Linked DNA regions of Gossypium hirsutum: regions 1, 2 and 4 are each linked to region 3. Evidence: chromatin contacts called from public Hi-C data. All regions are on one chromosome and are shown on one strand. Each heading gives the region's core, a stretch centred on a gene start, on an enhancer-like site or on the middle of the called end of the contact. The rest is flanking DNA. Distances are from core to core; before and after follow the strand shown. Region 1 holds the start of LOC107914891 (chalcone synthase 1-like). Region 2 holds the start of LOC107915063 (probable pectate lyase 1). Region 3 holds the start of LOC107915058. Region 4 holds the start of LOC107914890 (dihydroxy-acid dehydratase, chloroplastic).

Region 1 (6,798 bases), core at 176-2,675, 180 kb after region 3:
TGCAAAGATGAATTCATTTTTTACGAAATAATTTGTTTTAGAAAATATTTTATATTTCAAAAAATTTGATAGAATCATTTTTCAAACTTTTGTGTAGTCAATTGACCTACAATCTTGTATGTCGGCTAGCCACTAAGAATAGCTACTTGTACATTAAATTATAATTTATGATAAGCATGAGGTGTGGTGTAGTGATTGCTCATCTCATCTCTCAATCATGTGGTAGGGGGTTCGATCTCTGTTGATGGAAATGGAGCATATTTTATGACCAACTGCTTAGTTCTTTAGAGAGCACATGCAGCGAGGAGATTAATCACTACTACCAATGATGAATATCTTGATTACAACAAAAAAATATTATAGTATATGATAATACACCGTTCATATATAAAAACATTAATAGATGATAGATTATATCATAATATATTAATCTGTATTTTATATATTAAACCTTTCAGCTAAATTTAGTTAAATTGATATGGTGTTGAATTATTAATTATATTAATCATCACAATATTTATATACACATAGTTTTTATAAAATTTATATACATTTAATTAAACACAAATAATTCTTATAATGAAATTTTATATTATTATATATTATAAATTCATGATATAATAAAACATAATTACAATATATGGTAGATTATAATATACTCAATATAGTATTAAAAATATAATAATATAAATTATAATATCAATGTATTATTTATTATACTAATATTTTACTAGATATGTATATAGCTAGTAATACATAAAATGTTATTAAAATTTTCATATTTATAAAATAAAATATATTATGCTATAATATTAATTTATAACTTTCATATACATATTATATAAGACTTAATATTTGGTACATTGATAGTGTATCTTTTTTATTCCATAAACAATCTTTAAGAATTTAACATGTGTCTTTCTTTTTTTTAATATCTATTTTTTAAAAATATTTTACGATATGAGATACTTATTAAGCCCGAGCTCTACTTATATATATTTTTAATATTTAAGCTAAACTCAAGCCCCTTTCGTGAACAAACTGATGCTAATATCTTCCAACATTTTTGTCATAAATTATGCTCACACTCTTTGAACGTCATTAGCATAGTTAAAATATATTTAGAAGTTAAAAGAATACTTTTTTAATCTTTACTTGACTTTTTAAGTTTGTTTCACCATCTAAAATATATTTAATAGTTAAAAGAATTAGTTGAAATATATGGACAGATGCGAAGGAACGTGGTACAATCCTTACATAGTATATTGAAAAAAGTTTGATGAAGCGGTAAGTGAGAACCAACAGAAATGTGGAGGCTAGAATTAGATGGGCTCAACCACGTGAATCTCAACTACCCTCTCCCAAGCTCCCGTATCTTATTTATAGGACCAAACTCTGGACTGTCAACACCACCTTTTGTTCCTTTTTACCATTCATAGCATAGCAGGTTAGTCCAACTCCACACCCACCACCGTTGGCTGTTTTTGATCATCCGAAAAAGAATGGTGACCGTGGAAGAAGTTCGTAAGGCTCAACGTGCCCAAGGCCCTGCCACCGTGTTGGCCATCGGCACATCAACCCCACCTAATTGTGTTGATCAGAGCACATACCCTGACTACTATTTCCATATCACAAATAGTGAGCACAAGACCGAGTTGAAAGAGAAATTCAAGCGCATGTGTAAGTTTTTTACTTTGATCTAAAAGCTAAATTACCTTATATACAAACGTAAGGTAATTTTGTGTTTCATACATGATTCGGCCATGAAAATAAAAGAGGGGAAAGATAAATGTGCATGGTTCATCTCATTTTCATGCAAATGCTTTGATGGAAAAAAAGTTAGCTACGTATATAGTTTGACTTGAAAATAGATTAAAGTTGTTTTTTGGTTCCAAAAAACTAGATTGAAGTTTGTTAGGTTCGTTTCTTGTAAAGCACATTTATTCAAATCATATAACTCTACAGACTTAATTTGTCTCAAATCTTAGTTTCACGTTTTCTACCAACAGATTAAGGATTTGATTAGAAATTTGAAATTTATACAAGTGAATTAATAAGTTTTTTTTCCAAATATTAGTAAGTTGTTAATTGTTTTAGTTTATAATTTTTTTTATTTTTTTACAATACTATATATTTATTTATTTTTATGATTTCAAATATTATATAGTTGATTGAGTCTTAACTTGATTGGTATTGACATTGTTGCCAATGCAAAAAAATGTGGATTCGAGCACATTAAAGTTCGTTTATCCTCATATTTAAAGATTAGAAAGTATTATGGATAGTTTCAAGCATTATATCAAAGAATATAAATATTAATTTTTTGGATGAATAATAAATGTTAATTTGAAATTATTTTGTCTTTTATATTTTATATTATAATATTTTTACGGAATTTTAACGTATAACTCTATAATTTAAAAAATTAATTTTATCATTTCAATTATAATTTTTAATTTTTTTATAAATATACTTTTAAATAAATTTTTTACTCAAATTATAAATCTGCATAGTCTAATATTTATAATATTTTTTAAAATAAATATATTTGTTAGACAAACTATTAAATAACCTATTAGAAGAGAATCTTATAAAGGTCCTAAGACTCCATTATTCCGCCCATAACCCACCTAAAAGCTTCTAACGATTGAAGCTTTTATGAGATAGAGAATGACAGTATGTATTATATAATATTATAAACTGAATTAGCAATGGATTTTGAGGGGAGAACCTAAACTGATATTTTCCATATCAAGTGAAGTGGGACCAAAAATCAGTTAAAACACTCTTATATGCTAAATTGGGAGAATTAAAAGTAAGTTTATTGTGTTTGATTATTTAGGTGAAAAATCGATGATCAAGAAGCGATACATGTACCTTACAGAAGAGATTTTGAAAGAGAATCCCAATGTATGTGAATACATGGCTCCTTCACTGGATGCTAGGCAAGATATGGTGGTAGTTGAGGTGCCAAAGCTAGGCAAAGAAGCAGCCACCAAGGCCATTAAGGAATGGGGCCAGCCCAAGTCCAAGATCACCCACCTTGTCTTTTGCACCACTAGTGGTGTGGACATGCCTGGGGCTGACTACCAGCTCACCAAGCTTTTGGGCCTCCGCCCGTCCGTTAAGCGCCTCATGATGTACCAACAAGGTTGCTTCGCAGGGGGGACGGTGCTCCGAGTGGCTAAGGACTTAGCTGAGAACAACAAAGGTGCTCGTGTACTTGTTGTGTGCTCGGAGATTACCGCTGTTACCTTCCGTGGACCTAGTGACACTCACCTAGACAGTCTTGTGGGCCAAGCATTGTTTGGTGATGGTGCCGCAGCTGTTATAATCGGGGCAGACCCCATGCCCGAAATCGAGAAGCCCATGTTTGAACTAGTCTCAGCAGCCCAAACGATCTTGCCAGATAGTGATGGTGCAATTGATGGTCACCTTCGTGAAGTTGGGCTTACATTTCACCTTCTTAAGGATGTTCCGGGGCTTATTTCGAAGAATATAGAAAAGAGCCTGGTAGAAGCATTTCAACCATTGGGGATATCCGATTGGAACTCCCTTTTTTGGATTGCTCATCCTGGTGGTCCAGCAATATTAGATCAGGTAGAAGCCAAGTTAGCACTGAAGCCAGAGAAGCTACGAGCCACAAGGCACGTTCTTTCAGAGTATGGTAACATGTCAAGTGCTTGTGTTCTATTTATTTTGGATGAGATGAGGAAGAAATCAAGGGAAGATGGGCTTCAGACCACAGGAGAAGGGTTGGAGTGGGGAGTGCTCTTTGGGTTTGGACCTGGCCTCACTGTTGAGACTGTTGTGCTCCATAGTGTTGCTGCTTAAAGTTAAACAAACATGCTTTTTAAGTAATTGGTCGTGCTCCACTTGGCTTGCAGTTTTATCTTCTTCTTTTTTCCTTTTTAGATTATTTAAATCCCATGAATTTGTGTGTTTATTGTTAAAGACTAGAGGTCTTTGATGGTGTGGGCGGGAAGCTTAACGCCTATTCAATTCATGTATCAACTTATATTAAATTTATGGCAATAATAAGTTCCTTTGCAAACTATTCTACCAAAATAAAAATTAGCTTTTGTTAATATCACAGTCTATTAATCTATCTATACTTACTATTAAATAAAAAAGATATCCTATGGATCCTTATGCTAACAGTTGTATTATTCTCCCATAAAATGTTTTTAATTATTTTTTTTTACACATGAATTGTTATTCCTACTGAGTCCACTCCTTTGTTTGCATAAGCTACAAAGTAGGGAAGCCAACTAGATGCTACAGTTGTCCTAAATTTTGGGTGAGCTATATTTATTGTTCTGGGCTAACATGATTGGGTTGTTAGATGATTCTTGAGCTAAATTTTGCCAATGTATTTATTGAGTTTGGGGTAAAAACTCAAACTTGCTATAAAATATAAAACATAGTAACTAACATAATAAAAAAATAGGATAACAAAAGAAAAGTATGTATTCATCAATAGAAATATTTATAATACTTCTTTAAAGTCAATATTTATGTATATAAGAAATATAAATGATATAAAATTTATTCTTAATGGATATTAGTGTCTTAAAGTACATCAAACTTTTTATTCTAATGGACATCCACTTTATAATAATAAAATATTCATCACACTATTAATAGATAATGTGTGATGCGAGTCTCAAGGGGATCATAAGGTGATCATAAATTAGTTTGTCAATTCAAGGGGAGAGGGCCAAACAAAAGGAGGAAGACAATTGAGCTATCACCTTTTGTTCACTGTTATTGGTGTAGTTCAAAATATCATAGGGCTTTCCAATGTCCAATTAAATATTCAAATAGAGGAATACGATTGAAATATCAGCTTTTGTGCAATGTTATTGGTGTAGTTCAAAAGATCATAAGGGTTTCCAATGTCTAATTAAATATCCAACTAGAGAAGAAAGTAAGTATGACTTTATACCTTTTGTTGACTCATACTCTAGTGGAAAATAGATTTCTGATGGCAAACTTTGTGAATCGAAAAAAGATGATTGTAATGATTTTTTCCTTGAATCTATTAAGTTAGATGAGATAGAAATGTCATGTTCTCCTACTAAGATGTATTGTATTGAATTGAATATTCATAATACTTGTGAGGGGGATATGGGAAGTAAGGAAGAAAAAATTGAAAAGATAGAGAGAAAAGAGATCTTGAGTGATAAAAGTCTACTTGATGGTCCACTTTTGGCGAGTAACAATACATATGAGGTAAAATTGGAGAGTTCTCAAGTGGGAAAAGAAAATGAAAAACAAGAAAATATTCCTGCAAAAGTGAGGAATGATTATATTTTAACTAACCATAACTCGAATTTATCTAGTGGTATTTCCTTGTCACATGATTTTAAGGATCCATTAACGGACTTCCAATTACATTACTCTAACCTCGATTGACACTTTTACTTGTGGGAGAGAGGTAAGTTAAATATTAATAATTCTCCACAAGTGCTATAAGGTAAGAAAGGTAAGGAAACATTAGAAATTGATTTAAGAAGACATACAATAAATGTTTTTGATAAGTATGCTATTGATTTTTTTCCTTAAGGCATGCTTTCTCGTTGGTCAAATTTCATTAAACCTTGGTCTGAAAGTTCAATTAATCTTATGGGTTTATCTAGATTTGTAAAGGTTAAAAATAGTAATTATGTTGCACTAGATAGGTTTACTAAAACATTTTATATATTTTCTCTTACAACAAAATTTTCTATCTTGACCTTTAACGATGAATTTTTACACAATCTTAACATTCTTGATTTTTATAATTATGTGAAATTATTGACTCATCGTTGGAAATTCTTATGGATGACCATGTATATTCAAAGAAAGTTACAAGTTATTTTTTATTTGAACACTCATGTGCCTAATATTTCTTTATTTAGTGTCGATGGTTTGTTTTTGAAGGAGAGATATTTGATCCATGCTAATTTGGTCATATTTTTGATCTTGGAGATAGTTTTGACACACAAGAAAGTTTAGGTAAGTATTTTTTTTCATTTTATTATTATATTTTCCAATCCATTTTCTTTTTGTGCAACTAAAGATTCAGGGACGAATCTTCTTGAGGAAAAGGGTAGATAATGCGAGTCTCAATGCTCAATTTTAGAACCATGGATGTAATGGGCTCACACTACCTCAAGGCCCAACAAGAATGTCAAAGGCCAAGAAAACCAAATCAAGATTTGATCAAAAACAAGATTCAAGGACAAATCATTTCGAGGAAAGGGGGAATGATACATGCACGGATGGGGTAAAATTTATTTAATTCCATTCACCAAAGTTGCCAATTTTCAAGCTTGGGAATTCAACAGACTTGCGATGACTTTTTGGATGGGATCCAGACATTTCTGGGTTGAGATGTCTTCATGGTGTTATAGGATCTATCTCTTAGCTTCAAAACGCACTTTGAATCACTCAATTTTCGAGTTCGAGAGCTCAAGTTATTTTTATAAAGAATGCACGAGTAGAATTTCTAAACATGATTATGACAGGAATTACGAGTTTTAGGCTTTTAATTCGAGTTTTGGACTTAATTTTTATTATATATGAGCCCAATATTGTATTTATCAGCTCTTATTATTTTATTATTTTATTATTCCAAATTTTTAATAATTTTTAAGTAGTTTAAGTTATTTACGAGTTTTGGACTTAATTTTTATTATATATGAGCCCAATATTGTATTTATCAGCTCTTATTATTTTATTATTTTATTATTCCAAATTTTTAATAATTATTAAGTAGTTTAAGTTATTTACGAGTTTTATGTTAACAAGAAA
Region 2 (6,944 bases), core at 3,256-5,755, 220 kb before region 3:
ATTTTATGGCCAAGCCCAAGCAAATGCAACCGTCATTACTTCCATCTCTCTGCCTCAGACTCAGACCATCATCCGTTTAGTATGTTATTAGCAACTTAGAGATGAAGCTCAACCAACTTGTTAGACACCAGGCACGATCTTCATTTAATTTAAAATTCTCTTTTGGTTTTGCAAAGCTTTTGGAGAGTCATCCTCCTTTCCCAATCAACAAATTAGAAACAATTGCTATCCCTATGAATTATGTTACATATCAACATTAATTTATTGGTTTCCAAGGGAGTGATGATTTAGAATTGAAAACCTGTAAAGTGGTTGAACCCATTTAAAGCAATTGCATCATTTTGATAAAAAGACCAAAAGCTGTCATGATATTAGTAATTGATGACTTTTGGTAACGTGGGTGATAGCAAAGTACATGAAAGAATCACTAATGCTGGCGATGGCAGAGGAACAACGTCACAACAAGGGGCATACTGATAACGGAATTTACCACAATTGCAAAACCATAAAGTTAAAAAAGAAAAAGAAAAGAAAGAGGATACCCATACATATAATAAAAGTAAAAAGATCGCTTCCATTAAGAAAGAAAAAGCGAAGAAAAGTAAAAGGTAAACATCACTGCTATTGACTATACATCATCTCTGTAACAAAGTCTTTCAATAACTCCAAACTTTGACGCTCATACTATTGCTTGTATGACTAGACACAAATAAAATAAAGTTCACCAAATCAGTAAAAGTCCTATAAACCCAAAAGACCAAAGTGTAGGTACTGACCAAGATTGACGCGGATGGGAGGCTGAGGAAGACCAGAAAACTTCAAAGGGGGCAAAACAGGAAAAGGGAACCAAGGACAACGCTTGCGTACCTGCGCTTAAGATGGATTTTTTAGTTCACTAGAGTTGAAGCAGGTTGCACAGATTGACAAACAGAATGAGTGGAGTGGGTAGGACAAAATAATGACAATGTGTAAAAATAAATAAATTTACACTTAAATTAGAATATGCGATGATGCTGGTAGATGGGGAGGATAGACTATAGAGAATATGGATATTTGGTTGGTAGTGCTTTTTGAATGATGGGAAAGAGCTAGAAAATGGCTGGCTTTTCAACCATTTTAATTCATTGGGAGGGGGATATACTATCTAGCATTGCCTGCCTCTTCGGCAGGGTAGAGCTCCAGCATTGGAAGTCATGGATCCAACCATGGAGGAGGACTTGGCTCCCAAGCTTGAGGCCCTGGCATAGCTGGCTGAGGCTCCGGCTCCAGATGGAGTGAAATATGCACCATTTAGCAGCAAGTCTCCTTCCGACCTCCAGTTCCAGCTCTTCCAGTGGCTTTCTGCTGTGTCCACTCTCTTGGTCACCTGCTCAAACCAACCAATCAACCAACCAATCAATCATATTATCTGATACGATGATTGTAAACATAACAGATTCAGCAAATATGACACAAGACAATACCTCCTTTGCAAACGGGTTTCTTGGAGCTGCGTATCTGTTACCCTGGCTGTTTATGGTAGGATTTGCACTTCCCCCAATAGCATACATTTCCCAGTGAGTGTAGTCATTGTTTACCACATGGAAATACCCATGCCTACACCTTGGCATTCTCTGGATAAGTCCCTCTCCGAAATGGTTGTAGGCAATGGTCACTTGCATCTGCTTGTCCCTTGTGTAAGAGTCACTGTGACCCAGCAACATCACCTGCAGTTGAGCTTGAGCGTTAATAAGGATGCTACAGATAAAAAAGTGAGGTACAAGAGAAATACATGCATCAAAATTACCTCATTGTGGTGGGTGAGGTGATTGTTGGAGATGGTAATGGCAGTTGAGCCCATGACAGCATCAACAAGACCATCAGCACAATTAGAAAGAGAATTGTGATCAACCCAAACGTGGCTTGACCCAAAGATAGAGATTGCATCACCATCAGCCATTGTCCTCCACCCGAAGTGAGTGGGTGAGCTTCTAACCATGGCATTGCCAGTGGGCTTACAGTCATGAATATGAAGACCATGAACAATGACATTGGTAACGTATTGAATTGTGATACATGCCCCATTAGCAATATGGACATTCACCCCACGACCATCAATGGTCTTAAAGCTGTTGACCAGCAACTCCTGCTTCAACTTAATAACCATGTCCCTCTTGAACACAATCCAAAGTGGTTGTTCCTGGATCACAGCATGACGCAAGGTCCCAGGTTTGGGGTTAACAGGGTCATCATCATTAGGGTCAGTGACAACGTAGAAGCGTCCATCACGCCCCCCGATTGCATTCCTTCCAAAACCAATGCCACAGTCAGCAAGTCTCTTCCGGTTCTTCTGCCAGTTGGGGTCACAACGCCAGCAATCATCAATGGGATTACCAGTTCCGCACGAGAAGAACCCCAACTTCCTCCTTTCCGTCACATTTCGAATATTCCTGCCATTTTTTTCATTCAGTTTATTAAATTTTACTACGCAGACTTTTGTCATATGGTCTAAATATTCCAGCTTGTAACCAAAATTATTAGCATCTTTGATTTTACCACTAGATGGGCTTGTAAATTATTGTCGGTGGGAGTTAAATTAATCCCAATTTGTAAAGATAGTGCATAAGCAGACAAAACATGATGTAGAATTTTGTTATTTCGAAAGGACATTAGGGTCATTCACTCCAGGTATAACGGGTAGGACATGCTGTTTCTTTTCATTTTTAACGAAAAGAGACAAAAGAGTCTGTTTGTTTATCTTATTTAGCTGGTCCAGTGTGCAGCAAACACCAAGAATAAGGACAATAAAAAATCCTCCAACTTACCATTTACCCTGCTTCCTTCATATTACAACTTTTAAATCAATAATGAGGTAAATAAAAGACTGGTTGTGCATGAAGAAGAGAGAATTAGTCATGTGATGCAATAAAACTGTAATTATAGTAAGGTTGATAAAGAGTTTAATTGCTTTGAATTAAAAATTTGTACTTCGAGGTACTATTGGAAAGACAATGATACGGTCATGTGATGCAAGAAATATTGAAAAGGGTCGTGCCCGTTAGACACGGATCTGACCATAATGGTGGAGTCGGGAGTAAACTAACAACATCAACATATAAGATTGGAATCCATTTGATTTATGGTTAATTATAAATGAAATTTTGGCAAAAAAAAAAAAGGGAATCTTTCTGCTTCAACTTTTACATTCTCTATTTACATATTTAGCAATTCAAAAGAAATGTTTATAGAGACTCACATGTCAATGATGGTCTCAACCTCGGCTGCTACGGCCTCTGGATCAGCCACAGCATGTTCATTCAAGACCTTAACCTCTTCTGACCTGAAATCCCAATCACACCAACCCAAATTCCAATTAAATAAAATTTATTCTCAATATTTCATTTTAATTTTCTTATTCTCGTTGGTGATTAATCATTCTATGGAACACACTGCTTAAAGGGGATTCACTGTGTCGTCCACCAACAGTACTCCAAAACCGTTACAAAAGTGTTTTTCAAGGGGTAAGAAACAGAAACCCCGTGTGGACCCCTCGACGGGAATTTATAAAATGCCCTTCCTCAATCCTCATTATACAATCTTTTTTTTTTCTATATACGGGAATTGAATTGAGTAACGGAGTAAATGGTTGAGATCTAAGGATCTGGATCTCTACGGATGGGATCGTTATTTCATGGTTAAACGGAGATAAACATAACGGCTGGGATGATCAGAATTGGAAAAAGAAAACGAAAATAAATAAATAAATAAAAAGAAGGCTAGTTCTAAGCTCTACATTACCTAGTTGCCATTGTTGAGTTTTTTGAGTTCTGCAGCTTCTCTATCTCCACAGTGCTGTAAAAATATATAAACATAATATAAATGAAAATTGAAATTTTCTAGTATTTTGCAGTGATGCTCCATTTTCAGTTAGCATTTTTTGAAGAAAAAAAAAAGAGGACTCTGAAATCTCGTTTTCGACGTATTAAGTTTTTGAAGAGGGAATATTAATGGATCCGTTAAAAAGGAAGAGTTCTTTTTTCTTTCTGAGAATGAGACTATTTTTCAAGATCTAAACAATGACAATTCTGTATAGTTTTTGTATTCTAATTCACCATAAAATGACATAATGTAGGCAACAATTTTGCAAGGCAAATTCGAAAACCCGTAAGAAAACACACAATGGAGACTCTCTGTCTCTTTCTTTTACTAAAATAAAACTGAGAAAGCTTGAAAACTGAGTTGAAGGAAGAGAAAGACCTGGAATCGTTGTTGGTCTGTACTGTGGCCATTGCTCCAACAAGAAACAAAAACAGAACAGCTAAAGAAGCTAAAAACCATTTCTTGGAAGCCGCCATTGCAGTTTTCTCCGCTTCTTCGGTACTTAAAAGCTTTCTCTCTATCCAAACAGAGGAAAAATTGAGAGAGAGACAGAGGAAAGAAGGAAATGGTGAAGCAGGGAGAGTCAAGAGTACAAGCTCCAAGCAAACGGCTTTTATAGAGCCACGAGCAAAAAATAAAAAAAGTGAACACCAAAACAGAAAGACCAAACGACGCCGATTATATACCCAAAATATTAAATATTGGAATTTTTTGGGTAGGTTTACTTTAACCAAATAACCTAAGTCACCTAACCGCCACTAACTGTCTCTCTCCCGCACTCTATTTTCACCAGGGTTAAATAAGTATAATTTTACTATTTTAACTGTTGGATAATGCCACGTCAGATATTACGGGCGTACGGTTGGAGAAGGGAGCAGAATGTCACACAGTTTCCTGCTGAATTTGCGGCATTAAATGATGTGTTTTTTAATTAAACCACATTAATAAATATTGGCTTAAAGTATGCTATTAGTCTCTGTACTTTTATAGAATTTTAGATTTAGTCCTTATATTTTAAAATTTAATATACTTGCTCTAAACATCCTGAAACTATGACTCATTCTAAATTGTTCATCAAACTTTAAAATGTTTTAATTACATCCTTAAACTATTAAAATCGTTAATTTAACTATTAAATGAGGTGTCAGATCTTATGTGATATAACTTAAAATGAAAATTTTTAAGAAAATATATATTGTAAAAATGGATGTTGTAAAGATCTTGGTGTTGAGATTTTTGAAACTTCTACAGAAACAATCGTTCACTCTCTTTTTGTTCGGTTTTACTTTATTTTTAGTTTTTAATTGTAAAAGTTACGCAATAACATTTTACTTTTCTTTAAAATTTTCATTTTAAATTATTTCACATAATAATTTACATGTCATTTAATGATTAAATTAACTATTTCAATAATAGTAATTAGAACATTTTGAAGTTTAGGAACCAATTTAGAATGAAGGTAATAGTTTGGTGCAATTAACTCTTAAAAGTTAAAAATTCAACCCTCTTACTTTTCTGATTTAAAAATTCTAGTCCAGATATTATTGTGATTGGTAGTTCCTATCAGAATTGATAAATTTTTTTTATAAAAATATATTATTGCACTGAGAACAGGTAGATTAAGTTAAGGAAACGTTATGAGAGTAGAGGGATTAAGAAGAATTATTATTTAAAAAAGAAGAAGAAATAAATTGGAATTTTGGTGGTAGCAAAGTTACGTGTGCGCCAATCACGGCCTTGAGGAAGTGAGGGGATTTTGACTCCAAACAAGATTCAACTAAAAGGATACGAAAATGATATTCTATTTTCTCTCTCTTCACATGGCTCTTACATATCATTTTAAGTAACATATTTAGACACCCACTAGTAGATATGATTCTAAAAGATATTTGATTTTTAGATGCTTTTAATAATTTGTTTTTATAAATCTTTAAATACAATTCTTTTTATCGTCATTTTATGTGATATTATTTTTTCACCATGTCTAATTTTAAGACATTCTCATGATGTAGATAAAACAATTTGTCATTTATTTTGAAAATGTATTATTTTTCACAAAACTTTTTACTCATTAAATAATCCTTTTCCTCATCGTATTACACTAATTAGTGGTGAGTATTTGATCGAATCGAGTCGAATCAAGTAAAAAAATTTTGAGTTAGTCGAGTTAACAAATCTTATTTTAGCAACCGAACTCAATTTGAATTTTTTCGATTCGAGTCAAGTTGAGTCAATTTAATGAATCCTATTATTTATACTCAATGTTGCGTTTACATGGACCGATTATTTAACTAGTAGATGAAGTATAAGATTATTTAACTACATAAACAATATAATGGTTTTGCCTTTTAACTTAATGAGTAAACATTTGTCAAAATGGCGTAGTTTTGCCTTTTAACTTAATGGTTTTGACTTTCAACTTTAGAAAAGATAAACATTTATCAAAACGACGTAGTTTTGCCTTTTCTTATTTGAATTTTCGGATAACTCGAATTGTGTAATTCATATTCGAGTTAAACCAAAAAACATATTTTTTTTATTCAAGTTGATCCGAATAACTTGATTAACTCAAATAACTCGAACTATTTAATTCAAAATTTGAATTTTTTATTGAATTTTTTGAATCGAATTAGATTTTGCTCACCCCTAACACTAATAACCATACATCGCATTAATGTTAAAAATATTACATTTCCTATTCTATAATCATTATATATATATATTTAAAAAATCATATTAATATTTGTTGATGTGAATCAGTATCATTTAACTTGAGACATCATTTTCTTAACAGAACTGAGACACTAATTTAATGAGAGATAATAAGGTTGATTCTATATGTTTGTTTAGACTAAAATAATAATAACCTTAAGTTATGGTCTATTGATCGGGTGTTCATTTTTTTAGGAATAGTTTGGGTTTGAATCATAGTTGTAAAAAAAATCATAATTGTACAAAAAAATCTCTTAAATATGAATTGATTTTCTATAAACTAACAACAATTTTTTTAAATTTAGGTTAATATTATATGGAGGTATGTAACCTCCCAAATACGGTCGAATTCGGAAGATTATATTGGCCACCGG
Region 3 (6,590 bases), core at 454-2,953:
ACCTTGTGGAAATGGCCTTTCAGGTATTTGATTGTACATTTTCTTTTCAGTTAAATCTATAACAGCATGATTTTCTTGGAATACAGATGACTTAAAAGGCAACTTAGAGCAAGGAGCTTTTCCTTTATCCATGTGCTCTGTAATGGAATTCCTGCTTCTCTCCACTGCAGTTTTCCCAAATAAAGGAGCATTTGCTTGAGAATTCTCTAGGGGGGATAAGATAATGGTGTTTTTCCTATGTTCAATTTCATCAACACTACCTGAAAGTTTTCGTGGGTGTATATAATGTTTTCGGTTGTGTCCTTTTTCAACAACCAACCTACCTCTTCTCCTTAGCGTATCCAAAGATTCTTTGCCTGCAGTATTAGAACCTCTCAAATGACTAAGCACTGAAATTTTACTTTCTTGTTCAACATAATCCCATCTGTTCATTTGCTGTACAGATAGCTTATCGACAGTGTTGGGCATGTCCAATACTGAATCAATGTCCACTTCCTCCATTTGCTGCATCTACTGAAACACACAAGGTCAGGTCCTGACTTCATATGAAGCTTTAATCACAAAAATATCAATTTGCTTATAAAAATTCTCCAGCCCAAGGCAGTTTACAACATTATAGTCCAAACTAAAATGTCATTACAGAAAAAGTCACCTTTTCATGATATAATTTATAAGTAATGTAACCAACCTGAGAAACAAATTAACACATTACATTCCTACATTGCTCTTTAGACTTCTTTAAAATGTTATATAGTCCAAAGGATTATAAAAAGGGATAGAGATACGAAAAGCAAGACTAAATGCTTGCCATAGAATTTACTTACAGAAGCAAAACTCGCTCAATTTTATAACTTCAAATAACATAAACTGAGTCCTATTTAGCATAATTTTGAACAACTAAACATTCACATACCAAACAAGGATGGAACCAAAAAGCAATGCCATGAATATGAAAGAGAAAGAAAAGAAGCCAACAAACATATAAAACTTGTTAGGAAGAGATTCGTTACCAGACCAGTCACTGCTTTGGCGCAACGAAATTAACAAAATTATTATAACTATGCTTCATATAATTAATCCTAGCCAACAAAGTTTTCTCAATTACTGTATCCAGGCGATATAAAAAGTAGTGGCTTGATTATAAACAAAAAATAAACACTAAATAAAATGCAAATGTTGGATAAATCTCCACCAAATTCTAATTCTTAGAACAATAAATATTAATTCCTGTGCACTGCCAGAAATTACAAAAGCATACATACGCAAATAAAATAATTATACAAAAATCTTAGAAGCGCACACACACACACACACACACATTACAGCATCGAGACTGAATTTTTCAAAATTTCACATATTAAATAAATAAAATAAAATAGTACATCAGAAAAGGATAAATTTTAAATAAATAAATAAACAGAGAGGATTTTGGCATTCAAAATTAAAATATATATTAAAAATCATTACCAGATAATGTTTTTCAAAATTTGGTGATAAAATGGAACCGAGAAAAGCGACACGAATTCCAGAAGAAGTTGAATCCTTCAAAACTCTAAGAAGGCAATGTCATTGCCATCAACTCTTCTGGGACTGGGAGTCGCTTCGCTTCATCTTTTCCTTCACAATTTGCTTTTGTTTTTGTGCCTTTCAAATTTTTAGGGTCGGCAATTTGGATATCAGGTCGAGTCGGATCTAGTTTTTTTTCAGCGTTATAAAAAAAAACCTTCAATTATTGGATTTGTTAAAGATAATGGGCCTACTTTATGTATTAGAATAGGCCCACCTCAAAGACCATGATTTCAGCTCTAATACATTCAAAATCTTCTACTATGCCTAATTTATAGATTTAGTCTTTATACTTTAATTTGATCAATTTTAGTCCATGTGTTTTTTGAATTTTAGAATTTCAATTTTAATCCTATTAGTAATAGTTCAATTTGTTTAGTCAAAACTTTCTATTAGTCACTATACTTTGCGTAAGTAGGAGATTTAGTCTTTGTTATTCAATTTGATCATTTTTAGTGTTTATACATTTCAAAATTTAAAATTCAATGAAATTTAAAATTCAATCCTGACTCAAATAGTAGTCATTAAATTCATTAACTAAAATGTTGTTACTTTTTTTGTGAGTATTATGTGAAAATAACAAGCTCACATGGCATTTCACATGTGATAATATATTTACTGCATAAGATTTTGAAAATAACATAATTTAACTTAACGAATTTAATGGATAGCATTTGAGTAAAAAATAAAATTTCAAAATTTATAAAAAGAAAAAATAGGTAACTGAAAATGACCAAATCTAAATATAAGAACTAAATCTATAACTTACACTAAATATATAAAAGAAAATTTGAGCATTGTAATCTATAATACCTATAAATATCATTTTTTTATTTATTATGATAAAATATTTAAGTTTTTTTTATAAGAAATAGGAGATAAAGGTGGTCCAAATCTAACTTCGAATTAATGTGAGCTAAAAATTTGAATGCACACATACTATTTGACATATATCACATTTAATTTTGTTTCAAGCTGAGTTTGGATGGACGGTGCGTTTACCTGTGATTAGTGTAAAAACAGCGATTGCGGTGAGATTAGATATTGTAGCGATACTGTAGTGAGACTAAAAGTAAGCAAAACACATCGCATCTCGTCTCCCATCCAAACCCACCCTCAATCAATGTAATTCTTTTTTTTTGAACAAATTAGAAGTAGATTTCATTTCATTAGAAGAGACACAAAAGATCCTAGAAACACAGGATAGCAAACCTTTAAGAGAACATGGACAATACACCAATAGAAAATCTTAGATAACAAACAAGCCTTATTAACCCTTCTAAACAGCCAAAAAAATTAGAGGGATCGTTACATTGCAAAACAAGGTTTCAACAATTTACTCAAAGAAATTGAGTAAATACGTATGATCGCTTCTACTTGAAGGTCCTCCATTTCAGCTGGTTAATAAGAACTTGAAATCTAAAGGCATAATTATAAAAAAAAAAAAACCCTCAATGTTTGGGGGCTTTTGGTTTTGTGCATTTGACCTTTTTTTTATTGACACCTTCAACATTATAATTTTTTCAAAAATCAACCCAATTCTAACAGTAAACATGAGTTGACCGTCAGTCAAGCGTTGATCAACGAAGTAAGCCTATGTGACGTCATAAATGGCATCATTTTTTTTTCATTTTGTTTCCATCTTCTTTATTCTTCTCCCTTCTTCTCTTTCCTTGTAGCTGTTGTTAGAGTAAAAAAAAATTGTAGTTCCCTTTCAATTTTGAACTCCACCATTTAACACCTCACTTTTCTAAAAGCTTCACTCACACCATCACCACCATCATCCCCACCTACCCAAACCTCCACTCAATCCTGAAACCTTAGATATTTCTTTTACAGGTAACTTTAATCATTCATCCATTATTTTAATTGAATTTCTTATTCAATTTATCTCCTTTCTTTTTTTTCCTTCTGAGAAACCTAACGCTATTGGAGGAATCAGCTATGGCAGTAAGATGAATATCAATTTCTGCACTTCATGCTCTTGCAGGTTCTATTTGATTTTTTTCTTTTGATGTTTTCCTTTTCTTTGGATATTATAGTTGATATTTTTCCTCAAGTGATAATTGAACATGTAATTGATGAAAATTTACAGGGGAACTATTTTGACAATAGAGATGTTAGAAGCCCAATTTCTTGGAATTGATGTAATGCTTGATAACTATCCACCACATTGCCGAAACATTAGCTTTCGAAAGTGGTTCCAGTTTTCCAATTTGGAGTTGTAGGGATTATGATGGCAAGTGAATAGATTTTTCCTATGATTAGGATTATGACACCACCGCTGTGGTATTATTCCTCGCGTGCAAACAGTTTCGGGTCCATTACATCTGCTTGGCTTTTTGGGAATGTAATGCAGTCTTTTCTGCAAAGCTTCGGTGTTTTCGAGGTTTATTGCAATGATGAATTGGTTAGTGACCCTTCTGCTATGTATGTGTGTGTGCATCTTGAGCATTTGAGAACCAAAACTCAATTTTTTTTATTTTTTATTAATCGATGGAGTTGTTTTAGCTGCTTAGCAAACCTTTGATTCGATTCTGATATTAGTATGAGCTCTGTCCTGATCTAAATGTTTTGTTTGAATGCCTTATAATATAAATACCAAAGTGGTGTTGAATCTCAGTGTAAGTGAAGCTTTTGGAAAAGTAAGGTGTTAAATGGTGGAGTTGAAACTAAAAGAGAATTGCAATTTTTTTATTGTAACCGTAGGGAAAAAGAGAAAATGAGAAGAAGAAAGAAGATGGAAAAATATGAAAAAAGGATGATGTCATCTATGACGTCACATAGGCTTACTTCGTTGACCAGCACTTGACTGACAGACAACTCACATTTATTGTTAAAATTGGGCTGATTTCTGAAATCATAATGTTGAAGGTGTCAATAAAAATGAGAGGTTAAGGGCACAAAACCAAAAGCCCCCAAACGTTGATGGGGTTTTTTTTTTTACAATTATGCCAAATCTAAAATCAATGTTTAAAAATGAAAGCTCATACAATCAAGAGAAAAATCGGGTTAAACTCGATAGACAAGGAAATCCTAGAAAAGATGAATTACAACACCATGGGAAAAGTTTCATTGAACAACCACACTCCTAATTGCTAGATAGGTTTTGGGAAGCAGGAGCGTAGCTAGGGGTATGGTAGGGGCTCGACCCCCTTTAAAATGAAAATTTTTTATTTAGGCCCTTTAAATTTTTAAAATTTTAAATTAGTAAAGGTAAATTGCACTTTGGCCCCCTAAAAATGATAAAAATTGATTTAATCCTTTAAAAATTATAAAGATATAAGTTATTAAAATGGTAAAATTGCATTTTCACGATCATAAAAATTATAATTTAATTTCAATCCCTAAAAATTTTTCTAGCTTCACCCCTGTTGGAAAGGGCAAAACCCCTGCACGATGCAAGTTTAGCCCAACCTTAGAACACAAAGACTATTATTCCAAAGCTCGGTCTTTATCTTACTAGAAAAATGGCTAGAGACCATCATCAGGAGATGCTCATATTTGCAAAAGGGTGGCAGTTGGTTGTTCTATAGCTAAAGAATCGTCTATTAGAATATTTTAATCATTTTTAGAATAATTTAATAAAAATAATAAAACAACAATATGTTTTATAAGTTTCTGAAAGAAAAAAAAAAGAAAAATTCTTTAAGAAGTACAAAACGTATATGGTTTTAATGAAGCTTTAAAAACTTTTTATATACAATTTATTGCAAGTTTTATGAACTTACAATTAAGTTTTAATTAATAAAAACAAATAGTGTGATATTTCTTTACCTCATTGTATCTCTTGTTTTCAAGAAAAGTTTATTGAAGAAAGTTTGAAGTTCTTTTAAAAGATTTACTGTGTTTATTTAGCTTATGGATTTATTGTTGTAGAGAAAAAAATTGAGTTAAATTTTATAAGTTCGTTTATCTTCAAGAGGTGTGTAATTCTCTGAGGTGGTGGTGTTAAAGTTTTGGGAAGCAATCGCATCAAAACCGTGTGCACCAAGTGATAGGTGATTTTGCCTTAAGGACAAAGGGTTTAATCTTTAGCAACAACTTAAGCTTTCTATTCATCAAATCTATTCTTGATTAGTAAGTGTGCAATAGAGGTGATCATGGGTTGGGCAGCCTGACCCGGCTCGACGGTCAACCCGAAATATGAGAGGGTTTGGGCAAAAAAATTGGCCCGTTTAGAAAACGGGCCGAGCCTCGGGCACCAATTTTTTTGCCTGGGCCCTGCCCGACCCGGCCTGAATATATAATAAATATATAATAAATATAAAATTTTAAAATAGGCCGGGTCAGGCCGAGCTCGGGATTAGGAATTTTATCCTCGGCCAGGCCTGAACAAAATTTCAAGCCCATATTTCGGGCCGGGCCGGGCCATGGCCTAAGACGCAGGCCAAAATTTTTTTTTGAGCCCGGCTTGGCCCATGATCACCTCTAGTGTGCAACTTCCAAGTAAGTTTATTATTATTTAATTTTAACAAAGTTTATGAATAAAAAAATATACAAAAATTATATTTATTATTAAATTTATTTTTTCCCTAACAATCTTAAGGAGAAAATATTGTTTATTTGTTTATTTTGTTGGATTACCAACCGTTTTTAATAGAAATAATTTTTGTCTTGATTTTTAGAAAACAAGACATTTGCTCAAAATTCTAAAACTGATGTGGTTAACGTAGCCTCCTCAACTCAGCCTAGACGTTATAGTCAAATCATGAATGTTACATTAGCCATCGAGATGGCCAGTAAAATGTTCAAGTTCAGTAAAAAATGTTTGACATTAAAAGTTTCAAAATTCTTAGAAGGAACCATCTCTTTTTAAAATTGATGAGAAGCGTTCTTAAGAAAACAATTCCATTTGGTTTCACTGTAGTTACTTATTACATTAAGAATCGTCAATTTATTTTAGCTATCTTGTTAATTTGATTTCCATTCCAAAATTGATAGGAAAATCATATTTGCACCCTTACAAAATCATTGAAAGTAAAATTCTGAAAATCTTATTCAAAATTGATTTTGACGGTAAA
Region 4 (6,517 bases), core at 3,326-5,825, 160 kb after region 3:
CCACTTTACTAAGCACTTATAGAATTAAAAGCATCCTACGATGCTAGACACATGTACCTTAAAACTCATAGGATTCTCTGAGATAGCAGCTAGCATAGCTTCCTCTCCTTCAAAGACAAGTGCAGGACCTACAGAACAATTTTTGCAATCATTGTTATGAAGACAATATATTTTTAATTATTAAAAAGTCTCACATAACATAATAATGAACATAAAGCACAAAACTTCAAAATAGAAAGAAAGGGTAAAAGAGACACCAGAGAAATATAGTCCTTCTTTTCCTGTAATTTTTGCTACAGAACCCTCTGGTGCAAGATTCCCTCTTAATATTTGGATGTGCCCCGTTTTCTTGATAGGATTTGACACCGCTCTTAGGATATCCTTGAAAGCAAATTTGAGACTAATCAGACTAGCTGTATTTCATGGCATCTAAAAATTTCAATAGGGAACAAATTATTTTTGGGGAGTAAGAAAGACATCAGCACCAACCTGCCCTTCGGGTAAACAAGGATAACTTTTTGCATTTTCTGCCAATGTCCTCCCAGTCACTAGAGAGCAAAAAAAACCAAATATTAAGAATATAGAAAAATAAAGCTCTAAAATGATCATAAATGAATAAATGCTAATGGAACCCAAATTGACATACCAGTCATGCAATCCCCATCTAGATACCCAAACTCCAAAAGATAACGAATAACAGCAGGTGTTCCTCCAATCTATCAAAACATGATATTTTTTTATCCCTCATTAGTTGAAAGGATATAGAATATATATAGAGGAGGCTATTAATGTCATCGCTCATAAGCTATACAGGAAAAATACTACTTGAAGGAATTGAATGACAGCAAATAGCATTCAGTTAATTTACCTTATGCATATCTTCCATGACATATTTCCCACTGGGCTTCAGATCAGCCAGAAATGGAACTTCATCACTAACCTTCTGAAAATCATCAAGAGTCAACTCAAGACCAACAGACCTGGCATGAATGTTTCCAGGAGTTATCTCCACAAGTTTCCTATAATTTGATATATCCAAGGGATGTTTGGCACATTTTCTCACCTAGCTATAGCAATTAAATGCAACACGGCATTGGTTGACCCACCTAGGGCCATGACAATAACCATTGCATTATGTAAAGATTTGTGGGTGATAATGTCTCGGGGTTTTAAATCCATTTTCAACAATTTGAGCAAATACTTTCCAGCCAAACGACATTCATCCAATTTCAATGGGTCTTCAGCAGGTATTGAAGAGCTTTTCAGGAACGAGAAGAAAAAGGTTAAGAGAAAAGGCAGAAATACCAAAATCTCAATCCAAATAATCCTGGGAGAGCATATTTCTACCTGTAAGGAAGAGACATTCCCATAGCTTCAATTGCTGAAGCCATTGTATTTGCAGTATACATTCCCCCACAGGCCCCAGCTCCAGGGCATGAGTTACGGACAACATTCATTCTCTGCTCATCACTTATTGATCCACTAACATACTCTCCATAACACTATGAGGCCAATCAGAAAGAAAATAAAAAACAGTTACAAGATTACCGAATTTTCCAAAATTTGTTTTTATTTTCTGATAAATGCATGTCATAGAAGTTAATCTTCACATATTACCATATGGTAGACTACATAATAAAATTGCTAGATCTTGGCAAACTTCAAAACAGTCCGTCAGTCCTTATTTTAATCCTCAAAGGGCATATAAATGGGAAAAAGATAATGAAAATCAAAAGCAAACTTTGTCACTCAAAGGTGAATACTACTTCAGTTCAGGTAGGGGTTGAAACTGAATCCAAAAGAAATGTACCAAGAAATAGCCCCCAAAGTTTGTGTGCCAACACCAGACACAAATCAATTGAACTAACAATCTATTCCACCTAAATATTCTGTCAATCCTTCACTTCTCAAGAAGATTCTAGGGAGATAGCAAATAGGAAAATATCACATTGCTCATAAGTCAACCAGAAAAAGTAAACTTCTCCCCTTTAGATAGAATGAGTATAAATTCCAAAAGCTTGCAAAGGAAGAGATTAATGCAAAAGACAAACTCCAAAGAGCATCAGCCATTATAAAATGAAATACAAAAAGGTTGGCAGTTAAATTTGTCTGCCACACAACCTTGAGGTTCTTGATCATAAGCATACACAGAAGATCATACTTTAATCTTATGATTGTAAACTTTCATATTTTATTCCTCACAGAAATAGCCCATATACTTGCCAAAAATGATCATAGTTGAGGAAATTTTTATAGTATATTTTTATCTAAGTGTAATGTTCTTAACAAAAGATTGTAGTATCAGCATAATTTGTCAAGTTCCTTGCTCTACTTTCAGAAATTTTCTTGTATTTGTCACACAAACTTTTATTGTCCTAAAAGCAAAGAATTAACAGACACCAAGCGTCTGAAAAAGGTAAATTCTTGAGCATAGAAATAACAAAACCAAAGAAAAAATTCAGCTAAGATGAAGATATAATAAGAAGCAATCAACTGTCATAACAAAATTCATATAGCATATCACTGTGCATACCTGGAAGGCAGATACTATATCATATGTATTGCCTTGAAAATGACCAGGCTGCAAAAGAACAAGTACAATAAATAAATAAAGGCCTTTTGAAAATTGACGAACTATAACTATTTAAATTTGCAGCAATGTTACCTGAACTTCAATGAAATACACTATAGTATGTTAAATGGCTATATGATGTATAATGAACAATGGAAGGGAGAAGCAGAGCAACAGATTGCAATAAACCTCATTTCTGACATGCAATCGTACAAGGACATAATATATTTCGGCATAACATATTTGCCAGCATATCTACACGTTATTCCACGCCCAGTCAATTTAGCCATTTGTTCGTTGTTGGATGCATTGATAAGAAATGTAATGAACACGTAATGTTTACGGGAAAGTACAAAAGAATACAGCATTTATGACTCATGAGAATGAGTGCTTTCCACTTTGAAACCAATCCTTATAGCCTTGTTGTATTTGATAGGTTCTGAATGTTAGATTTTTTTAAAACAGTGGCAGTGATTTTCTGAATAAAACTTACAACAGTGTTCTAAGAGCAAAACTAATAAAATATCAAGACTAAATGAGCCATTTGCAATGAAAGAAGGAGAGTAGCCCATTTATGACACTTGAACTAGACAAAGCAAAGAAGAAAACCTTGATAGTTCCACCATAAACCATAAGACTTGGCCGATTGAGCCTCCCCATTGCAATAAGTGTACCTGGCATCTAAAGAACTAGCTAGCATTAGATTAATAGAATGCACAATTGAGAAAGCAAACCTATATCAGACCATAGTTTATGATTGTTGAACTATAATGAACCACAACTGCATTAACACATAAACTACTTCTATAGCTCTACAAAAGTCCAAACAATCAGAGCCCATGGGAAAATGTCTAAAAATTAAATTAATTTGATCACTTCAAATCAATTTTATTTTTTCAATCAAACCAGATAAAGAACACTCTTGAGTTAAATGCAGTTTACATCCTTTTCTTTCCTCTTCTCTTTCTCACAATTAAAAGCGACAAGCATATAACTAAATCACATTTACCTTTTCTTTTTTTTTTCCTTTCATAGTAAGGCAAGTTCATATATAGCGTCAAAATCAGGAAAAGTAAAACACAAAATGCTTACAAAAGTATTAAAAAGAAAAGGAGAAGCAAAGTTAGAAATAAAGAGCTTACATTTTTATCACAACCGGGAATAGAGATATTGCCATCATACCACTGAGCACCCATAACCGTTTCAATACTATCAGCAATCAGATCCCTTGACTGCAAACTGAAGCTCATTCCCCTCGTCCCCATCGAAATCGCATCGCTTACTCCGACCGTATTGAATCTAAACCCAACCATCCCAGCGTCCTCAACACCCCGTTTCACCTTGTCCGACAGCTTCAACAAATGCATGTTGCACGGGTTCCCCTCGTACCACACCGACGAAATCCCCACTTGGGGTTTCGACATGTCGTCTTCTGATAATCCTACCCCGTATAGCATCGCCTGGGACCCGCCTTGTGACTTCGGTTCCGTTACTCTTGAGCTATATTTGTTGAGTTTTACTGTGGGTGGAGAGGGAGGGTCGGGTGTTACGGCTGCTTGGGATTGTGCCGTTATAAGAAGACATCGGCGGCGGTTTGGAGGAGGGGTCAGTGGTTTATTCGTGGGGATTACAGTGGTGCGTAAGGTTAGAATAGTGGCTTGCATGGCGGCGGGGGATGGGTTTAAGGTAGGGGATAAAAAAAAGCTGACTACACTTTACTTAGTTGCTTGTAAGGAATGACTGCTAGACACAGGTACCATGCACTGATACACATGCTTATTTAAAGTTACAGGACAAGAACAAATCTTCGTGTGGGTCCCAAAAAGATGAGTTTAGATTAAGGTATAGAGCACGGTGGCGCGTGGTACAGAGTAGAGGGACTAACCGGCGGAGGGAGTGGAAATAAGGGTGGCTTTAGAGAGGAGTGAGAGGGCAATGCGTTTATTTTATTTATTGCATAAAAAAGTTTATGGGTAAATGGAAGACGAAGAGGAGAGCCGGTCAAAACTGTGGTTGGTAATGTGCGCGTGTGTGTGTCGTTTTTCTGTTGTTATCTTCTGAAAGATAGCCACAAAATAAGGTAAGCGGATAATGATTCTATATTTCATTTTTATCTATACCAGTTTTATGGCAGTTTTTTTTAAATAAATACTTATTTATAAATATATCATACTGGGACATAAGTTCTGTGTGAGGAAGCTACATTTTCGGTCAACTAATAATAATGGGAACACTAATGATAAATCATATTTCCCTTAAATTGCAGCGTATTTTAAACCATTGAATCGTGGTTGGCTTTATTTCAAAATTATTAGCTGATTGTCGACTTTGCTATGCTTTCTCATACCGCATTTAATGTAGGTAGGGCATATTCACGCAACATTCACTGATCCATTGAGATTTCTTTTCAGTCATTTACTTATTGTTTTCGTGAATCTTTAAATAAAGAATTTTCCTAGGGTAAATTAATTACCGTAAGTGGATTGGTGTTCATGAGTTGACAATTGCGCCTAATGATTTGCTTCAAATCTAGGTATGGTTCGATTGGAGTGTTGGAACTTCGGGTCATAACGACCTAGAAAATAAAAAAAAATAAACAAAAATTAAATATTGTATCTATAGGTTTTAATGTTCTTACTAATCTTATTAATTGTAAAAAATATATATATTCAAGATTTATTGTCGAACCCTCCCCGGCAATGGTGTCAACAACTTGACCGCCTATCATTTATAGTAAAATATAACACCAAAAAATATATAAGAATTTAGAACAGCAATGTCTGCAAGTGCACGAGTCAATTTGTAATATAGTTTAGTTACAACGAAACACTTGAAAGTATTCTGAGGATCGTACCCAATGGAGGATAGCATAAATTATGAAAATTTTCTTACAATAATAAGTCTAAGTAGTAGTAAATAATTCTTATATTCCGACAAACCATAAAATAGATTAATGAGATAAAAATAAATAACTAAAATAATTAAATATGAAAAATAAACAAATGAATTAAATCAATAAATCAATCAGGAAGATTAACTCGCTTTAGGGTTTGTAACTATCTTTAGATTAGGGTTTTAGGGTGGATTAGCTATTGATTAACTAATTATTACCTCCCGACCTCTAACTAATTAATCGATTGGTTGATACTCGCTTATCTCTTGACCTTATTTTCTCAACCAGAATAAACTACAATTTACTCAGCTTGGCTTATCTCCCAACCTCGTCTAACCTATGATAACTTCCTATGGTTGTCAAGCCTAGTGGTTTAAGAACACGTAATCTATACCAACTAATCCTCTCGAGAAACCCTAAATCCTCTGTTAATCACATCCCCATCCACTCATTAATCTCCCATAAGGGATTAGCCATTCATGTTATTCATAATCTGAAAAATAATTAAATATGAAAAATAAACAAATGAATTAAATCAATAAATCAATCAGGAAGATTAACTCGCTTTAGGGTTTGTAATTATCTTTAGATTAGGGTTTTAGGGTGGATTAGCTATTGATTAACCAATTATTACCTCCCGACCTCTAACTAATTAATCGATCGGTTGATACTCGCTTATCTCTTGACCTTATTTTCTCAACCAGAATAAACTACAATTTACTCAGTTTGGCTTATCTCCCAACCTCGTCTAACCTATGATAACTTCCTATGGTTGTCAAGCCTAGTGGTTTAAGAACACGTAATCTATACCAACTAATCCTCTCGAGAAACCCTAAATCCTCTGTTAATCACATCCCCATCCACTCATTAATCTCCCATAAGGGATTAGCCATTCATGTTATTCATAATCTCAATCTCAATTGAATAAATCAAGTGAAGAGCACGATTGAATCGAAAGAGAAACAAGATTAGAATAATCATGGATTGATATCGAATGGAGAATGGAGTAGCAAATTGATTGATTGGAATAATGAAATATGTGGAGTGCAAAT

What was found. A called contact is a pair of places that touch in the nucleus more often than the background predicts.
Region 1: a contact with region 3 is called in a Hi-C map of leaf, with 3 times the contacts expected there. The contact joins the promoter of LOC107914891 here to the promoter of LOC107915058 in region 3. A contact is called at or near these places in 4 of 34 Hi-C or Micro-C datasets (hypocotyl and leaf).
Region 2: a contact with region 3 is called in a Hi-C map of leaf, with 2.1 times the contacts expected there. The contact joins the promoter of LOC107915063 here to the promoter of LOC107915058 in region 3. A contact is called at or near these places in 3 of 34 Hi-C or Micro-C datasets (leaf and petal).
Region 4: a Hi-C map of leaf shows a contact between it and region 3, with 1.8 times the contacts expected there. The contact joins the promoter of LOC107914890 here to the promoter of LOC107915058 in region 3. A contact is called at or near these places in 6 of 34 Hi-C or Micro-C datasets (anther, fibers, hypocotyl and 1 more).

The regions. Positions count from the first base shown.
Region 1 is chrD10:30,911,163-30,917,960 of Gossypium_hirsutum_v2.1, reverse strand. It overlaps LOC107914891 (chalcone synthase 1-like), which reads left to right and starts at 1,425. Exons shown (of 2, transcript NM_001327118.1): 1 at 1,425-1,680; 2 at 2,843-4,052. The coding sequence starts at 1,503. The coding sequence ends at 3,834.
Region 2 is chrD10:31,314,136-31,321,079 of Gossypium_hirsutum_v2.1, reverse strand. It overlaps LOC107915063 (probable pectate lyase 1), which reads right to left and starts at 4,505. Exons shown (of 6, transcript XM_016844176.2): 1 at 4,237-4,505; 2 at 3,778-3,831; 3 at 3,236-3,319; 4 at 1,787-2,429; 5 at 1,464-1,706; 6 at 552-1,366. The coding sequence starts at 4,334. The coding sequence ends at 1,145.
Region 3 is chrD10:31,096,189-31,102,778 of Gossypium_hirsutum_v2.1, reverse strand. It overlaps LOC107915058, which reads right to left and starts at 1,703. Exons shown (of 10, transcript XM_041102334.1): 1 at 1,468-1,703; 2 at 1-513. The coding sequence starts at 510.
Region 4 is chrD10:30,935,815-30,942,331 of Gossypium_hirsutum_v2.1, reverse strand. LOC107914890 (dihydroxy-acid dehydratase, chloroplastic) reads right to left here and starts at 4,575. Exons shown (of 14, transcript XM_016843942.2): 1 at 3,715-4,575; 2 at 3,182-3,253; 3 at 2,534-2,581; 4 at 1,348-1,502; 5 at 1,064-1,258; 6 at 869-980; 7 at 647-716; 8 at 490-548; 9 at 258-381; 10 at 58-128. The coding sequence starts at 4,236.